2 separate regions of the Mus musculus genome follow, and region 1 is linked to region 2. The links are chromatin contacts, called in public capture Hi-C maps. All regions are on one chromosome and are shown on one strand. Each heading gives the region's core, a stretch centred on a gene start, on an enhancer-like site or on the middle of the called end of the contact. The rest is flanking DNA. Distances are from core to core; before and after follow the strand shown.

What was found. Capture Hi-C pulls out chosen DNA fragments and counts their contacts.
Region 1: a contact with region 2 is called in a capture Hi-C map of embryonic stem cells, with 3 times the contacts expected there. The contact joins the promoter of 8430437L04Rik here to the promoter of Map3k20 in region 2. A contact is called at or near these places in 1 of 115 datasets of contacts at active chromatin or transcription factors (embryonic stem cells) and 1 of 9 other capture datasets (embryonic stem cells).

What each region holds. Positions count from the first base shown.
Region 1 is chr2:72,702,157-72,704,856 of GRCm38.p6, forward strand. 8430437L04Rik (RIKEN cDNA 8430437L04 gene) reads left to right here and starts at 1,354. Exons shown (of 7, transcript NR_040503.1): 1 at 1,354-1,823; 2 at 2,069-2,246.
Region 2 is chr2:72,284,187-72,286,886 of GRCm38.p6, forward strand. It overlaps Map3k20 (mitogen-activated protein kinase kinase kinase 20), which reads left to right and starts at 1,451. Exons shown (of 20, transcript NM_023057.5): 1 at 1,451-1,669.

The DNA.
Region 1 (2,700 bases), core at 104-2,603, 420 kb after region 2:
AAGCACAAACTGTAGTTCAAATATATCTTCGCTCTGAGTGCATTGGGTCATTTACCTTAACAATGTGAATGTGTACTCATCACGTTCAAACGTGATTAGTGTATGGTCTAACATCTAAGACTGTACTTCAGATAAGAGAAAGTATAAGTGCATGATTGCTTCCTAATAAATAGAGCAACCCCTTAATGAACTGTAAGCAACCTACAGAGAAACTGTTATGTACCAGCACAGAAACGGCAAACCAGACAAATAGGGAGGAGAAAGAAGATATGTCCCCACCTTTTATGATATGCTAATTTAGCATCCAAGCATACATGAGCACCATCATTTGGAAAATGTTCAACATGGCTTACCCAACAAGCCCTCATAGAGTTCAGAGAAGTATTTGGACAAACATCCTCAGAGAGATATCTCAATGTCTTCTAGGTAAGATGCAGCCAATGAAGAGAGTAAGGTTGTCTTAGCTGTGTGAGCAAATGCAGCCATTCTCTTCTGTTCCCATTTCTCTCTCCATCCCTGTCTGTTCTCTTTGGATTTTACTGGATGAGCATTGTATAAAGTATTGAGATAGACAAAGGCACCTTAAAGAGAGTAGGTCAGTGTCTTGTTTATGAAATATCTTATAGCTGTGTCTGACTCCCCAGCTGTCTGATAAACTCAGTGAATGATAAATGTGAGTTAGGAGAGCCTGCATAATTTGATAACACTGTCATCCAGCAGAAACCTAAGGTTGGGGGGGGGGAATGTGTTGTGCAGACCACCATCAAAAAAACGTTGTGTTGAGAACGTACAAGAGGAATATAGATAAGAAGGGGCCAAGATCTGAGTGAGTCACACAAACAAGAGTAAAATTCTAAGGTAACACGTCCTCTCCCATCTCTACCGCTACTAAACAGTCCCCAGCCCCATCGCGTCCTCGGAGCTATCCTAAGCGAGAATCCTTTCACCCTTCTTCCTGCGTCATTCTGTCTCTAATTGCCCCCCATATCGGCTCTGTTTGCCACCGTAATCTTGAGGGTTTTCCTAGCGGTTCAAAGCGTAACTGATTTGTAAAACCCAGTCCCCTGTTCCTAAGTGCTCAGAATTCATTTCAGAAAGCACAAGGGCTCTCTTTGCGCATGATACATGGAGCTCAAGGACGGGTAAGAATGCAACCCATAGTCCAATTCCTATTCCTTGAAATACCATCAACCATGAGCCAGAGAAAGCAGCAAGTAGCCCCGGAGTACAATGGCAGGCGCCTTTGTTCCGGCCTCCTGAGAGCTGGTTGCCGTTGGGTCCTTGATAGCTTTAAGTGCTGATTTCGCAATGATGGCGAAGTAAGCAGTACCGAGTTCACAAGTTCACATCACAGAACACACTGAGCAAGGGGCCTTAATGAGCGGCAGGAGGACTGTGAGCTAGCCAGAAAGCTCGCCTCTCCTTCCTCCTGGTTTTAGAGGATTCTCTAATAAGGGCATAACTGGGAGAAAAAGGAGAGAAACTCAACTCAGGGTAACAGCAGGAGTCCCCCAGCGATCTTCTAAGCAGCTTCCCCAGAAGGCCTCCAGCCATTCCTGGGACCGGAAGACTTAATGAGCACAGCCCTCTATGCCTGTGGGGCTGAACACCACCACTAAAGCCGCCTTCACTCGGGTCCCTGCCCTCGGTGATCAGCTGGCCACTCCGAGAAGCAGAAAACGGAGGAATTCTTGGCAGCCTTGACCCTGCTGTTGCTTGATGAGATAAATATATCCACTTTGTCTTATGGAAGGGGGTCACTGAAATGTAGGTAGCTCAAGATGCTAACAAGATGAACTTAAATTTCGTTTCTAGAACAAATGGTATGTGAGAACAGACGCAGGGACAACGTTTCTCTCTCTCCTTCCTTTGTTTTCTTTGTCTTCTCTCTCTCTCCCTCCCTTCTCCACCCCTCTTCCATTTTCTTTTCCTTCCTCCCTCTTCCCTTCTTTCCTATCTTTCTTGCTTTTCTATGCCAGGGTCTCTGGTCCAAGTTGGCCTCCACCTCCCTCTGCAGCTGAGGACGAGACCTTGATCTCTGTATCTTCTTGCCTACCCCCCCCCCCAGATTTCAGACATGCACTGCTACACCCTCTTTATACAGTGCTAGAAAGAGAACTCACGGCTTCATCCTCTATAGCTGAGCTCCGTCTCTGACCCTGGAAGATTCTATTGCACCAGGCCACAAAGAAAGAAATCACAAGAACAGGCAGCTGCCACTCCCAAACGTGGACCAGCTCCTCAAGGTATGTGGGCACTACAGCAGGAGAGAAATTTGGTACGTCCAAACTGCCAAAGCAGGAATGCTTTGGGGACTATTCTCTCCTTCTGTCCCCTAACTTGTGACGGATTTATAAGGAAGCAAGACAGTGTTCGCCATGAACTATCACCTCATCTCAGAGGAGGAACTGACGTGTTCTTTCAGGAGACACTGGATTAAAAGGTGGCTGGTTCCAGAGTGAGCTCAGGCTTTCTGGTGAGAATGTGTCCAGAGCTGTAAAAGGCAGAGCTGTCTGTGCCTCTGCTCTGTGAAACCTTCAACACAGCCAGAGAAGGGCTCTAACAGGGTGCTACACTTAAGCTAGATGGGGAAGTGGTGATCTGGGGAGACTCACTGATCTCCGGCCAGCCATGGCCTGCCTGGGACACCAACACCGAGCCATAGACAAGCTCTAGCCTCCCATCTGCAGAAGGGGTCTA
Region 2 (2,700 bases), core at 201-2,700:
TTATAGAAGGAAAATAGAATGAAGGAAGGAGAGATAGTATAAGCTAAAAATATCAGAAGCTGCAGGCTTCCAGTACAAAGCAAGGTATGGATGGCTGGTGACTGGCAAGCTGGAACCAGTGGCTAACACCTGATTTTGGTGAGCAGGAAACTGAGGACTGCCTGTTAAGTGTCCCATGTGACAACTGAGAGGAGCAACAGCAAAGTCAGGCTCTCTGATTCCTCAGCCAGAGTCAGGACACAATCGGATGTCTTTAAAGCTAAGGTGACTGCAGTCTCATGTTCATTTCGCGCTCAAGAGCCCAGCACCCTTTTTTTTTTTTTTTTTTTTGAGTAGATAGACAGCTTTTTTTTTTTTTTAAACAATTGTTTGATCACCTACAAAAGAATTTTTTTTAGCTGGATAGTTTTCATCAACCTTCTCAGTTACCAAAATGCAATTTATTAATCCAAAATCCTCAGTCTTTGTAATCACAGACCAGAAAGTGGTTTCTTTTTTCATTAGTGTATATTTACCCATCCTTTCCCATTCATATATTAAATATATATGAACGGTTTTCAAAATTTCTATTTCTCTTTGGGCTTCTTTTCTGATTTCCGTTTCTTGTTTCATCTCTGCCTGTTTTTCCTCTCCTGACTTCAAAACTCAGCAGGAAGCCAGTTTCCTCTCCACAGATTTCTATTTCTGTCAATGACACCATCGTTCTTCCAGTCACCCAGGTCTCAAATCTTGGCATCACCGCTTTCTTCTTTCCCAACCGAATGGGTCACAAATTTCTGTGGCCTCTTTCTGAAACATGTCTCTCAATTCCAATTTTCTTTTTAAAAACGATCCCAAACTGTACCCTCTAACTCTAGCCTTCACGATTCTATCTGTTACCTGGTAGTGACAATATCTACCACTTATCTTGTTTCCATCCCTAAGCAACTCTCTAAACCACTACTAAAATGGATGGGGAGGAAAGAGAATATGGCTTAACATCTTCAGGCTGGTAAGCCTCCTGCTCCAAATATAAAGCCATGCACTAAAATACGAATATCCATTTTGCACGATTTCAACTTTCCTTAACTCTCCACGTGTGTACACGTGAAATTCTAATTCAGAAACTGTGTTCCCTACTTTTGCAACCTCTCCTCTTTTTCCACTCCATCTACATCCTCCCCGATCAATTTCTTTTCTTCCCAAAGCCAGGTGACACGTTTTGTTCACACTTGTCATGGACTCTGTCTCCTCGATGGGAAATCGCGGGCACTTCATCTTAAAAGTCACCAACCAGAGCAGCAGGCCTTGACTCCTCCTCAAAATCTCCAAAGTACCTGTTGATGGTCCCACTGAGGCACCCGCGACCCTGACATTGCCTTCCCTGCTGTCCCCTTCCCAGCCAAGTGCATTCAGTCTCACGGGGGGTAAGGGGGGGGGGGCAGCAACCGGGCTCTCCGCGACCCCGAGCCCCGGCCTCCCTGCTGGGCACCGAGCCGGGCGTGCCCGGAGGCTGGCCGGCCGGCGGTTCCACGCTCGGAGGTAGGTGGTGCTGTTGCCGCGACGTCTTCCTCATTGGCGCCGCGCGGAGAGGCGGAATGTTCAACTCCTGACTCCGGCGGAAGCGTGGGAGCCGCGCGGGCCGCCGTCCCCGACCCCCGCCGCCGCTCGCGCCCGATCCGGGAGCCAGGTAAGGGCTGTGGGGGACGGGAGAGGCGGGAGGGAGCTCCGCTGGAGGACCGGCGGGACCGGGGCCTGCGGGGCCGGGGCAGCGCGGCTGCGGGAGGCCGGGGCTCGGCGGGCGGCTGTCCTTGGCTCGCCCCCGGTGCCCTGGAGACCCGTGGTCCCCGAGCCCGCAGACCCCGAGACCGCAGCCCCTGAGCCCTCAGTCCCTTGCCGCTGGGCCGAGGACGGCTTGGGCATGTCCGGGCCGGTCCAGCCGGGCACTCGGTGCCCGGAAGAGTCCGGCCTGGCACAGCTCGCGGCGATCCCGGGGAACCTGCGGCGGCTGCCCTTCCCGAGCACCCTCGCCTTCCGTGGGAGCACACGCGGGTGTCGCAGGCGCGGGGATCTACACCAGGGTGGGCACTGGGTGACCCGGGCCGCAGCCACGCCTCGCCCCGCGCGTGACAGATCTCGGGAAAAACTTTAATTCTAAACTGCCCAGATGACATTGGAACTGCCTGAAAAAAAACAACAATGGCACGTCATTGTTGGGTTGCTGAAAATGTATGTTTCTCATGCGCCTGGAGATCCTGCATAAGCACTGTTTATGGAGAACATAATTACTATTTTTGCTAGTTTCGTTAATAATGAAAGCACACCATTTGGTGGCCCGTTCCAGCGATTTCACAATAAGCAGCCTTCATTAATAATGCGTGTGAGAACCGTCTTCCAGAATGGATTGAGGACATCTGAGTTCGGATGGTTGTTAAAGTGAGTTCCTGTTTTACCCCTAAAGTGGTTGTAGCGAATCTTCTGGTCTTCTTGACTGTAGATGAAACCAACTGCCAGCATTTAGTGGATCCAAACCTACCAAAATATTTAACGATAAAAATAAACAAATGATTCAAGACCAGACTTCTTTGTCATCGGCCTGTCTCTACTCTGAAATTTCATTCTTTTTTTATCTTAAAAAAAAGTGACGGCTGCATTTTAATTATGGTTTTGATCATTTGTAGAGTCTTTGTTTTAGATTTCTGCTACAATAGTGAGAGATTT